2 separate regions of the Arachis hypogaea genome follow, and region 2 is linked to region 1. The links are chromatin contacts, called in public Hi-C maps. All regions are on one chromosome and are shown on one strand. Each heading gives the region's core, a stretch centred on a gene start, on an enhancer-like site or on the middle of the called end of the contact. The rest is flanking DNA. Distances are from core to core; before and after follow the strand shown.

Region 1 (7,132 bases), core at 2,992-5,491:
AGTGTTTATTCAAAAGAGTTAAAAGTAAATTTTAAACCAAATCCAAATGTCAAAAGGTAGAAAGTATAATTTTTTCAATTAGTGAAGTGTAGCATATAATCTGAGCATAAAAAGGATAAGCCACTAAAAAATGTTCTTGCGAATTGTTGACAAAAGTACATTCTAAATCTCTTGGAGACAAAAATACCGTGTTTCAAAACGCGACAAAAAAAAAGGGTTATGAATTTTAACCTAATAATAGCCATTCACTGGGATGCAAAAGAAATCCTACTAAGTTATTGAAACAGTTGGACACATCGCATCTACGTTAAGCATTGTACACAAATTAACATATAGCCATATCAGATTCACTGGGATGCAAAAGACGTTAATAGGAGAGGGTAGTGTACCACACATTACCCAGGGAACAGACACTGCCTGAATTTAAATAACTAAAGGTCTAACTTAACAAATAGAAAAATAACACAAACGATGTTCTAGCTAATTGAAAGAAACACAACATGCATTTCACATTTTTTTTTATCATTGAAAACAAAACTTGACCCTCTGAGACGGGGGAGTGAATACATCAAGTATCCTGATATAGCAAAGATAAAAGATAGGAAAACAAAACTCCAACACCTAATATTTATACTGCACTTAATATAATCATAGAAGATACCCAAAGACAGAGAAAACGAAGAGGCAGCACTCGAATCCCACCTTCCGTATTGATATTAATATTGAGGAATGGTTACTGACTTGCTGTCAATACAAGACATGTTTCCTTTTCAATCCCAAGAATTCATCACTTATACTCTCCCTTGAATACACCATAGAGAGATAGCTTTACACAAAACATGTACATAAACCAAGTATAGTATAGCTATAGCAAGTACGGATAGCTTTACAAATAGGACTATTACAGACAATAAAAAACTAACATCTTTTTTATTTTATTTTTTTGGTCAGGAGTCAAGTATAGTATAGCTATAGCAGTTAATGCCGGCAATAACAAGAACACTATTGAAATTTGACAATGAGACAAACAGCCAACAACACACCACCATTTCAACCTTCTAAAATATGAGAAATAGCTATGTATTACTCGCTTGCAGGATTATAGACTTGGATAACTATTGTACTAATCAAGGTCAATTAATTTTTTCACTTGCGGAATCAGATCCTAGTAACAAGTAGCAGGTTGTCTATCCCCTACCAAATTCCTATTCCATCTTAGTTTTGTTGTTAGTATGTAACATATATATAATAATTTCATTAAGAATATTGGAAGCCATTCAACAAACTAACAAGATCTCTAGTTAGCAACTCAAGACAAATACCACATCATCTTAATCCTTCGTAATTTTCCGATTTTATTTAAACATGAATCCTCAAATAGACACATTCAAAATTCAAACCAGAAACTTAGAATCAGAGTCCTCAAAAAACATAAACTAAAAAAGAAACATACTAGTCATTTTAAAAGAAACTACAAAGCAGCATCTATTGAAAACACTCGTTATCTAAAGCAAATAATATTTCAAGTTTTAGACACAATTGGCATAACCTCTACAGTTTTAAATACAAATAGTAGTTGGAATTTGGAAGTTGAAACATTCAATTTCCATTTCAATATAATTTAGCATCAATACAGCACCATATTCCTCCCTGCCTTCCTTGTTATGAAACCATTTCTATCCTTTGTTTCCAAAAGCTATTCATGCAGCAATTTATTTTCCTATCTTAGTAACCAAATACACTTCTACGGGAAGGAGATACTCATATTTTGTACTTGGGATATAAGCCTAAACTAGGGTGCATTCCTAAGTTCTGAAAATCCGGAGTGAAATTACTATAGAAATAAAATATTCAGTGTTAAGGATTAAAAAAAGAATTCAGATAATTGTATTATTCAATTGTAGTAAATCACACACACATGAAATAGTTCAAGATGTCAAGCATCTTTTAAAACACAATTATATCGTGTATAAGGGAAACAAAAATAACAGTTTAGGTAACCAACTTTTTTTTAACTAACAATTAGCCAGGTAGTGGATTGACAAATGTTAAGAGAAAGAAGGAGAAATTTAAAAGGAAAGATAAATGTCGGCAAATTGTTGGCCGTAAAATGTTAGTTTCCAATTTTTTACATCATTATGGTGAAACAAGGAACGGAAGCGTAGAAAACTAAGCACCTGCTTGAAAAAGGCCATGCAAGTAAAGTTAACACATCAAATTCAGTTCACTACCAACCATTACTTCTGAACTTTTATGCTCTGAATTGTTTTTTTGCATTAAGATTGCAACCTGCTGCCACAACATGTGATGAGGAAATTGCTAATAAGAAAAGAATTACAAATATTAGACATTGTTTCATGCTACCTCAAAAAAGCGCCAATGATTATGCTGCTGAACCAGAGTTTCCAGCCTCCAAAACTTCCTTTTCCATCTCCTTGACGGCCCTAATCAAGGCCCTAGTGATACCCTTGAGATGCAACCCATTCTCTTTCATTTCCTCCTGTAGTTTTTCCGCCATTTCCCAATCCAAAGCCTTCAAACATAGCGACTGGATCAGCTTCTCGTATTCATCTGCACTAGGGCGGATGCCAAAATCCTTCATCTCAGTCAACAACTCCAAAGCCTTATCAAACTGTTCCAACTTACAATATCCACGAACTAGTGTGTGATACATCACAGGGGTTAACTTAGGATGCTTCTTTTTAGCCTCTTCCAATATGTTCCTAGACTCTTCCATCTCACCACCATTTGAATAGCCACTCATAAGAACAGCATAAGCGTACAGATCCGGCTTCAAACCCCTACTCTCCAAGAGCTTCATCATCTCCACAGCTTGTCCCATCTCCCCAACTTTGCAATATCCAGTAATCACAAAGTTGAAAACAGCATTTCCAGGAGGTGGACCATCTGCAATCATTTCCAACACCAACTTCTTTGCTGCATCAAGATCCTTAATCCTACACAAAGCTCTAACCACTGCGGAAAAAGGCTTTATCGCACGGTGCCTCCTCTCTCCTTGTATATCCGCCAACACCTTCAAAGCCAATCCAACAGTCTCATTCTCTTGACACAATTTGCCAACCAAGAAGCTAATACAAGACAAAGGTAACTGCTTCCTTTTCTCTTCCATTGCCATATACACTTCATGTGCTTCTCTGGCCATTTTCCCCTTACAAAACCAAGACACCATGCTACCAATTTTCTCTACATCTTCCAGCACCATCTGTGAATCAATCATCTTTCGACACACGGACCAAGCCAAATCGAAAGCTTTCCGCCGGCAAAGAGCTTCGACCGTGAAGTAATAACTGTCAGCATTCGGCACAATTTCGAAATCCTCCAATTTATCAAAGACCTCGAGTGCAGCCTTTCCTTTTCCCAATTTCGACAGCGAAGATATCAACTCGTTGAGAATCCCTACGTTCAGTACACCCTTCTCTTCCTCACCAATATGCCGAACCAAATCCCACAGAGAGTATATCTCTTTCTTCTTCATACCTTGGCACACCTTTGACACCACTGTTTCCAACGCAGAGGGGGATACCTTAAACGACTTGTCGTTCCGGGCCCAGTTAAAAAACCTAACGAGATTCTCGCCCGAAACGGACGGGATTTCAATTATTCTGGCGACGGAGTTATGATCCAGAGCTAAACACATGTCGTTAAGAGATGACTCAAACGACCTGTCGCCATTACTTTGTAGAAGAACCCGCAGGGATTCTAATCTCTCGTCGTTGATATCGTGAATCTCTTCTTCTATTTCTAGTTGTCCTTCTCCTTCTTCTAATGCGGCTTCTTGTGGTTCAGTCTCATTGCAGAGCGGAACGGCGTCGTTTTGCGGACGGTCGTCGTCGAAGGTGATGTCCGTTTGAGGAGAGAAGAAACGGAGGTCATTGGGAAGGAAGAAACGGGAAACGGAACGGGGAGAGGCGGTGGAGGAGGGAGGAGTTGGTTGGGGTTTTAATGGAGGTTGGGTGGGTATGCAAGATTGTGAGAGAGGGAAGTTAGGGATTCGCGACGCAATGATGCAGTTGCGTGCAGCAGCATTTCTTGCGAGGATCAATCTCCACGATGACATCTCTTTCTCTTCTTTCTTCCTCCTCCACCTTCTTCTTCACTCTTCAGATGCAGCGGCTTTCGGGGGTTTTAGGATGCTGCGACTGCGACATTGTTTAAAATTTTTGGTTGGGGGACATTTTTTTTTAATTTGGTTTCTTTTTTTTTTTGGGTCGAATTCGTGGCTTCTTTATTTTTGTCAGGGAACTCGTGGCTTCTTATTTAATATTACTCAGTTATCCCATTATGGGCCTAGCCCAAGTACAGTGCAAATCAGACAATTGGGCAGTAAATGGCCAGCTGGACAAGAATAAATAAAAATATTGGAGTATCAAAATGTAGCTAAAAGTTGTACGCCAAAAAAAAAACAATGTAGCTAAAAGTTTACGTCATTAATAAAAATAACTTTAACATATACAAATAATAAATAAACTCGTAAAATATTTAAAAATATGGCAAAAATGTTAAATATTAAATTTTTTTTCAAAAAAAACTTTAAAAATAAAATTTTTATACAATTTTGTAAGCATTTTTTTTATATTTCAAACTTACAAAGGTCCTAACAAAAAAGGTGAGTGACTTACAAAATAACCATCTATCAACATACATAATTACATCTAAATAACATGTAAACGAAGAAAACACAAAGATCAAAATAAAATCCAAAGAAATATAACATCAAACATGCAACAAAGACAACATAAAATATAACTAAATATCTACCTCTTGCTATTAGTTCACCTCGATGTATGTTATCCACCTGATCTTTCGTTGAATATTTTGTGTGTTGTACTCCTTGACTTTCTCATCTCTGCTTCCCTTGAACTCTTGTTTGACCCTTTTTTCTCCTTGGCCTTAGATTACATGTGTTGTCTTTCTTTTGATTTTCTGCTTTTGCAACATACTGTAGAACTAGATCCTCTTCCAACTCATCAAATATCATACTCGCCTCATCACAAACTCTCTTTGTGATCATTGCTTCCTCATAAAATGAGTGTTCATCCTCTTTCTTCTTTTGTTGTGTGTTAGATTCACTATGCTCCTCTATCTCATCCGACCTTGAAGACGTCTCTCATTAATACATAGAGGGCTAGAGGCTGAGTTCACCTCGTGATGCACATGGTTATTTGTAGTGAATGGCCCAAATACTAGTAGATAAGGACATGAGAAAGCGATGGACCCATCAGATAATTCCACTCGAATCTCTTCACCACCGCAACCCAACAACATACCACACTCCTCTACATTTTTATTCAACTCATAATATTTATTTCTAAACATCCACATCTCTATGTTATCATAACCTCTCTCCATCTCCTTATTACTCCATTGAATCTCGTTGCATTATATTTGGAGAAAATAAACACAATCACAGCATGCACTAGAACCAAAGTCCCCCTTCGCCATCGTAATTTTTCTCCATTAATTCTTCTCCCAGTGGGTTCCATGAATAATCCCTTCCATTTCCTTCTTAAAAAAAAATATATATATATATACATAGAAAGGTACCTTTGAATTCATCGTCTTCAACTCCCTGGTTTTTTCAACCTCAAATTGCTTCTTCCGACTGGTATCACACTCCTCCAGACGCTCCCCATCACACACTAGATCATCCCCGGATGCACTTGTGCACTGTATATTTCTCGACTAAACTCCTTGGCAAATACTTTAATACTCAGAACCATTTGCCTTTTTAGAGAGCCATTCTTGAATTGGTTTCCACTGAAAGCTATCCGCCGATATTCTAGAAACACTAAAAGAACTGTTTTCTTCCGTTGCATCATCCGTAAAAACTCTCTCTCCCCAAATTCTTCCAATCTTCCAATGCCAGTTTTGATAAAAAGTTTAATCAAATTATTTTTTAAAAAATAGTTTAACAATAAATGATTATAATAAAAATAGCTTATAAATAAATTATTTTATGTTTAGATTTTTAATTTTAAAAATATATATTTTATAAAAAAGTTATAAAATTAGTAATATTATGAGAAGTCATTTTTTTAAAATGTTTTATAAGTTTTTAAATAATTTTTTAGAATATTGTAATTTTGTTTTAAAAATTGCACCAGACATTAATATTACTATTCTTTATAAGTTAAAACTCAAAAAAATTTACTTTTAAAACTTTTCAAAACGAACCCTAAATGTTGGGTATGTCTAAAATGAGCTCAACAATTATGTACTTATTAAATAAGCCACACTCATATAGACCATTAGATTTTATTAGATGAAAATCAAAGACTAATATAAAAGAAGAGCATTGATGGACTCTGATAAATATAGAATATCCTAATACATAAATAAATGTTTTAAATGACAATACTTTAATACACAATACTTTAAACGGCAAGAGAATCTTTTATTCTTAAATAATTAAATATAAAATATATAAATATAAAATATTTGAGTATTTTTTATTTATTAAAATTAATTATTATACAAAAATTTTTTATAATATTAAAAAATTATATTAAAATAATATTTTAAACTATAACATAAAAATATAAAATAATTAAAATTTTATTTAGAACGAAAATATAAAATAATTATTTATTAAAACTTATACTTCTTGTATTTATTCATTTTATATTTTTTAGAACGAAAAACTCTACTTTTATATAGTAAAATATGTGATAATCTTCTTATTATAACACACACACATATATATATATATATATATATATATATATATATATATATATATATATATATATATATATATATATATATATATATATAAAAGTAGAGTTTTTCATTCGACGGGTCGGCCCGACGGACTCAACCTGTTTTGCCACCCCTAATATATATATTAAGAAGATTATCACATATTTTACTATATAAAGGTAGAAATTTTTTGTTCTAAAAAATATAAAATAAATAAATACAAAAAATATGTTTTTTATTCATTAAGATTAATTATTGCGTAAATTTTTTTATAATATTAAAATTATATTTTAAACTACAGTATAAAAATATAAAATAATTAAAATTTATTTTATATTACTTACAAATAATTAGATTATTATATTTAAAATTTATTAACTAATTACTTTGTTAAATATGTTATTATATCATA
Region 2 (7,026 bases), core at 40-2,539, 520 kb after region 1:
AAGAAGATTAAACTAATGCTACTCGCACTAAACGCTACAGTAAGCTTATTTGCAGTTAAAGAAAGGATAAATCTACAGCCACCTAAAGATCAGAAATCGCAAACCTAAATGGCAACCCCCCTAACTTCTGCCTATCGCTACCAAGCATGCAAGACCAACATCTAATCCAAATAAACGCGAACGGGGAAAACATGCAGTATACAAGTGCAACAATATCAAAAAGCATCAAAGGCAAAGAAAGACTTACCAGGATGATGATAATCGAAAGAAGCTGGGGAGTACTGCAGAGATTTGGACGAATCAGGGGCGATTGAGAACGAAGAACTTCAGAAAATGTGGAAAGGAAAGGAGGAATGCGTAACAGATATTTGGGAGTGACAAACTGAAGTAATAAGGCAAGGAAAGGAAAAACAAAGCGAAGTGTAACTACAATGGAGAATCGCGAAAGACAGGGACAAAATGGACTTTTTCCCATGCTTTCAAATCACCCATAAATGCACTTAATGGCAGTCGCGGATAACGAGGCAACAAGCGGCGATTCCCCAAATCGACGAAGCTATCTCGCGCATAAGAGACACGTCCCAATTACGAGCGACCGACCCCACGACGAAACAAAAGGCTCAGAACGCGCCAACAACGGTACTCCCGGCCCTAGCTGGCGCGTTGGGGGCACTGTTACGGCCCGGCCCGGCTAGCATAACGCCCCGATCCGTGCGTCCGACCCAACTGTGACATCGGACCCGAACCGGGGAACTGACTCGGACACCTGTCCACCTGTAACCCATCACAAGACAGCTGGGGAAGGAAGCTTCCAAGAAGGTGGGACTGTCCTCGTGGGACCCACCTCACTGACAGGGTATATATGGGAGGGCCCTACCCCTCCCCCACAGTACGTCACTATCCCTTAACTCTCACTGCCACTTATACGGTCTCTGACTTGAGCGTCGAAATCCTTTTTGCAAGTGGCTCCCCCCTTCTAAACACAACTGCTCGCGAGGTTGTGATGTCTGACTCTCCTCCCTCCTAGTCCACAGTCCAAAAGATCCGTCCGCTCACTATCAACAAAGCCGAATTCCCTTCGTCAATCACCCATTTAATCCACCCGGTCCGTTTGGCATCCGACCAACCGAACAAGAACAAAAGAACCTTGCAACAATGAAAAAGGAGTAGGGTGTAATTACCAATGTATATATAGAATATGATTGTAATTTTAATAGAAATAAAGACACGTGTCAATTGGAGAAATGCCAAAAACAGTTGAAAAATAGACAGGTGTTGAAATATGTGAAGGGTGTTACTGTTTTGCAATATAATAAATAGATAGATAAAAATAGATAGCGATTATTTACGAGTTAAAAATCCATCTCCGTGCCCAGTGGCGTTTCCAGTGTTTGAACCGCCGTTGGTCCGTCAGACATTGAACAATGGTGACGGCATACGGATGAGCTATTGAGCTACGTGGATACTGGAATTTCGGTCACAAACATGAAACAACACTTTTATTTCCATTATCTGTGAAATTCGTCCATCTTTGGAAGAGGAAGAAAAAAATAAGAAAAAATAAAAACCTTAAATTAAAATTATAGCACTACGAGATGGATTCCCCATCCGAATTTTCTTCCTTCCCCCCATCCCAGACCCAGTTGCCTCCTCAACAAAACCCTAACCCTATCGTTTTTTTGGATCCCAACTCCGATTCTTTCCCAAACTGGGCTGAAAACCCTAACCCTAACTTGCACAACTATCTTTCCTTCACCGTCCCGAAGAAGAGGAGGCGCGGCAGGTCCCAACGCAACCCGGCGTTGTTTCGCATCCCTCTCAACCCCAATGACGCTTCCAATTCTAACAACAACAACGGTTTCTCGTCTTCCGCTGCGGCAGTCCCCGTTTCGGCTCCTTTGTCGAAAGTCGTCATCGGAAACCCGCCGCCCCCGCCGCTGTCAATGTCGATGCAGTACTCGGTGCCTGACAATTCCGATGAGATTATTGTGATCAACAAGGAGCCGAAGACTGAAGCCTTGATTGCCCTCAGCGCCGGGTTTCCAGCCGATTCGCTAACCGAGGAGGAGATCGAAGCGGGGGTTCTCCCGGTCATCGGAGGGATAGAGCAAGTGAACTACACTCTCATTAGGAACCATATAATTGCCAAATGGCGCGAGAATGTGTCCCAGTGGGTCACGAAGGAGATGTTCGTTGACTACATACCTCAGCATTATCACGCTCTTCTTGACTCCGCTTATAACTACCTCGTCTCGCATGGATACATCAATTTTGGAGTTGCACCCTTAATTAAGGAAAAAATTCCGTTGGAAATGAGTAAACCGAGCGTGATCATCATCGGCGCTGGCCTGGCCGGATTGGCGGCTGCTAGGCAGCTGATGCGGTTTGGCTTTAAAGTAACGGTCTTGGAAGGGAGGAAGCGCGCCGGCGGACGAGTTTATACGAAGAAGATGGAGGGAGGGAATAGGGTGTGTGCAGCTGCGGATTTGGGCGGGAGTGTTTTAACTGGTACCTTAGGGAATCCTCTTGGCATTGTGGCAAGGCAGTTAGGTGATGTGCTTCATAAGGTAAGGGATAAGTGTCCACTTTATAGTCTCGATGGAAAGCCAGTTGACCCTGATATGGATGTAAAGGTGGAAAATGCGTTCAACCGTTTGCTTGACAAGGCAAGCAGGCTTAGACAGTTGATGGGGGAGGTATCTATGGATGTGTCCCTTGGTGCAGCATTGGAAACGTTTAGGCAAGTGTACAAGGATGCGGTGAATGATGAGGAGATGAACTTGTTTAATTGGCATCTAGCCAATTTGGAGTATGCGAATGCCGGTTTGTTGTCCCATCTTTCGCTAGCGTTTTGGGATCAAGATGATCCATATGATATGGGAGGGGATCATTGCTTTTTGCCTGGAGGAAATGGGAAGTTAGTTCAAGCTTTGGCTGAGAACGTGTCTATTCTATATGAGAAAACTGTACATACTGTTAGATACAGTGGTGATGGAGTGCAGGTTATTGCAGGAAATCAGGTCTTTGAGGGTGATATGGCATTGTGCACTGTTCCACTAGGAGTGTTAAAGAAGGGGTCCATCAAATTTATACCTGAGTTGCCTCAAAGAAAACTTGATGGAATAAAAAGATTGGGTTTTGGTCTACTGAATAAGGTTGCTATGCTTTTTCCTCATGTATTCTGGGAGACAGATCTTGACACTTTTGGACACCTTACTGATGATCCAAGTCGCCGTGGGGAGTTTTTTCTGTTCTACAGTTATGCCCCAGTTGCTGGTGGTCCACTGTTGATTGCTTTAGTGGCTGGGGAAGCTGCACATAAGTTCGAGAGCATGCCCCCAACAGATGCAGTCACACGTGTTCTTCAAATTCTCAAGGGTAACTCCATGAAAACTGTAACCTAGATTTCCATTCCCCTCATAATTAGATAGTAGATTTTCTGGATACCAATGGTACCTAAAAAAAGGGGAAAATGAACCACAAGATAAGAAGTTGCAAGTCTGTCTTCGAAATATTTCAAGCAGCTGGCATGATTTCCTGAGTTCCTTGTGTGCTTTTGGTTGGTCTATTTATTTTGTGCAAAATGTATAAAAAGCTAAACTGGATCATTGTTATAGCATGGAAACTCCACCACTAATTATATTGTTAAAGTTTATTTGCTATTTATGTAATTATAACATTTTCTTTAGTATATATTGACGAACCCACATATCCTTTTTTTTAGGGGGGGGGGGGGGGGGAAAGATTGTATTTGTGTAGGCTATATATAACATCCAATTCTTGGATCAATATCAGTTAGTATATCAGACCTTTTTGAATGTTTTCCACAGTAACCATTGTGAAGTTTGGCTTAAAACTATTCCTAATAAAGTATTTTATGAAAATGAGTCAAACGTTACTCAATTTTCATTACTGTTCTGTTTAGGATAAATTTATGACACATGCTTTGTCTGTGTGCAGGTATCTATGAACCAAAAGGAATTAGTGTTCCTGAACCTATCCAAACTGTCTGTACTAGATGGGGAAATGATCCTTTCTGCTTTGGTTCTTATTCTAATGTTGCAGTTGGAGCTTCCGGGGATGATTATGATATTTTAGCAGAAACTGTTGGAGATGGTAGACTTTTCTTTGCTGGGGAGGCAACCACTAGGCGCTATCCTGCTACCATGCATGGGGCTTTTCTTAGTGGTCTTAGAGAAGCAGCAAATATGGCTCACTATGCTGATATTCGATCCCGAAGATTGAAGGTTGATAGGGCTCCTTCAAATGCTTATTCTTGTGCTTCCCTTCTTGCGGACTTATTTAGAGAACCTGATATAGAATTTGGAAGCTTTTCTGCCATTTTTGCTCGGAAGAATGCAGACTCCAAGTCACCAGCAATCTTGCGGGTAACATTTAGTGAGCATAGAAAGAAGAGTCATGAAGTTGCAAAACAGGACCAACAACAGCACTCAAACAAATTGCTTTTTCAGCAGCTTCAGTCACATTTTAATCAGCAGCAGCAGCTTCATGTTTACACTCTACTATCAAGGCAACAGATTCTTGACCTAAGAGAAGTAAGAGGAGGTGATGAAATGAGATTGAATTACCTTTGTGAAAAGCTAGGAGTGAAGCTGGTGGGAAGAAAAGGCTTGGGGCCTAGTGGTGATTCTGTCATTGCTTCCATTAAAGCTGAAAGGGGCAATCGGAAACCTCTTTCAACATCTGCGATTATTAAACCAGGTGGGTGATAGTAGACATTAGTTGTCCAAGATTCTTTGCTTATTTTCCTCTTCTTTTTCTTTCCTTTTCTGTTTATGTGTGGATTCTTCTTCAAGGTAAATAATACTTCTCATTGTCTATAAAGGGGTATCGAAACTAAAAGCCGGCATTATTAAGCGAAAGCTAATCAGGTTTGTGACTAAATTGTTGATGTTTATTTATATTATTCATGTTCTGTTGGACATGACGATAACTCTAGTTGATTCTCACAGGAAGGCGAAAGTGGTGAAGAAAACCCATGGATCCTTGCTGCACACTAGCACAAATGTGGTGAATACAACTAACGTAACGGAAGAGAATAGGACAGATCAAGCACTTCCTGGAGTGCCTGTTTTAGGTAATTGTTTGTCCAAAATTCTTGATTAAATTATGATAATTACATTGCATTACGTTAAGTGCTGGCGCATAGAATGTGCTTTGTCAAAATGATTTGGCTTCTTTCTCATTCCCTAAAGCCATCAAAACTAGTGAACCAACTGGATCAAGGTTCTATGGCAAACCTGACAAACCTGACATTCATCAGCATCATCAGAACAATGCAAAAATAGATATGGAACAGATTCAGAGCTCAGCAAAACAGTCAACAAATAACACACATTTAAAGATAGTTAGCCCTATATGACACTGAGACATGCAACATAATTATTGTAGTAATTCTATTAAGCACTGTTTTACAAACGGATCCATAAAAAGGATTGAATTGAACCTCAAGGGGAGCTCTGGGCTTCCAAATAGGTCTATTAAGGTGGAAGCACTGAATGAGGTTCTGTTCAAGGAATGATTTAGGAACTGAAGGTGTGATTTGCAAGAAAACATTTCAGATTGATCTAAAGATCAAAACCTATTATTTGGGCTAAAAACAATGGATTTGAATTCAAAACACCCAAAAGAATAACTAATTTTCTGAGCTCCATATTCTTTTGATTTTAAAAGGAAGGGGAGGTGAAGTTACAAGAATAAATAGACTGCTGTACAATCTTTGCGTATGTTCTCATGAGATATGAGACTCATTCTGTTTGCTAGAGTTAAGGCCTGTAATCCTGTATGTATACTTAGGCTTTGAAATCGAACTTGATATTTGTTGCCCTTCCTATTTACTCTACCATTTTGCTATACCATGGAAAGATAAGGGGTCATAAGGCTAAACTGATCAGGTTCAAATTTAAATGGTCAGGGTACCATATTCCTTCCACCCCATCCTTCTGAGATTTGGAAAAAAATGCGAGAACATATTGGTAATTTTTAGAAATATCTAGTTGGTAGGGGCAAACATATGGATGAAGCTGCACGTGTGTTGCTGTTAAAGCTCATGTAAAACCCAGCCAGCTTCTTTTTCTTACTAATCACTTTGTTCAAGCAAATAATGTAATTATTTCCTTTTATTGGTCTTTTAGGGTGCCCCCAACTTTTAAGCATAAATGGGGTAATTTAGACATGGTATATGATAAGACACCGGAGTTTTGTTGATCCCACCTAGTGGTGGGGCAAAGCTTTGTTGTTCTAGTAGCTTCCTTGTTTTGGTTGCTTGATGCTTTGGATTATATGGTATCCTCCCCTTGTTGTACCTCACTTTAAATAATTATCTTTAGCAAATTTCTTTAGGTTTAATTGTTCTGTTAGCTTTTATAGTTTTATCAAATTTTTAATTAGGCCTTACAGTTTAAAAGTTTGTAATTGGATTCCTGTACTAGATAAAAATTTGTAATTAGATTCTTACTAATTATTTTTCAGAAAAAAATGCAATAATTCTAGAGTATTTTTTTTAGAATATTCCATAATTCATCCTACATGAAACACAAAAATGAATATTCCAAAAAATAGTTGTATTTTTAACAAAAGAAAATAGTTAGAGAAGGCCTAATTGGAATTTTTTTATCTAATATAAGGACTTAAGTACATACTTTTAAACTATAAGGACTTAATTAAAATTTGATAAACTATAAAGACCTATAGAGTATTAAAGCCTTTTTCTTATTGTATAACTAAAACTGTCAAGTGTACATGCATTATATTTATGTATGTCTTTTGTAGCTATGGTTTTTGTCAGTATGAATTACAAAACTAACTAAAGGTATTTCTAGGTAACACCCAAAGTGGCTTGTCAAATCCGTGAAGCGAGCACCTATATTCATCCAGGAGGTAAGACACCAAACATCACTAATTCTTATAGTCTTTCTTGTATATGATTTCCATTTTTAAAGGATTACCTTGTCACGTTAAGGGGGAGGAGTTCAATGAATTTCATTTTAAACTATAATGAAAAAG

The links. Hi-C and Micro-C count contacts between places; a contact is called where the count stands out from the background.
Region 2: a contact with region 1 is called in a Hi-C map of leaf, with 4 times the contacts expected there. The contact joins the promoter of LOC112750651 here to the promoter of LOC112750644 in region 1. A contact is called at or near these places in 4 of 8 Hi-C or Micro-C datasets (leaf and an unstated tissue).

Annotation. Positions count from the first base shown.
Region 1 is chr15:128,580,179-128,587,310 of arahy.Tifrunner.gnm2.J5K5, forward strand. It overlaps LOC112750644 (small ribosomal subunit protein mS80 (rPPR6)), which reads right to left and starts at 4,242. Exons shown (of 3, transcript XR_011872233.1): 1 at 2,365-4,242.
Region 2 is chr15:129,102,430-129,109,455 of arahy.Tifrunner.gnm2.J5K5, forward strand. It overlaps LOC112750651 (protein FLOWERING LOCUS D), which reads left to right and starts at 1,290. Exons shown (of 7, transcript XR_003175951.3): 1 at 1,290-3,378; 2 at 3,961-4,722; 3 at 4,847-4,892; 4 at 4,974-5,098; 5 at 6,843-6,900.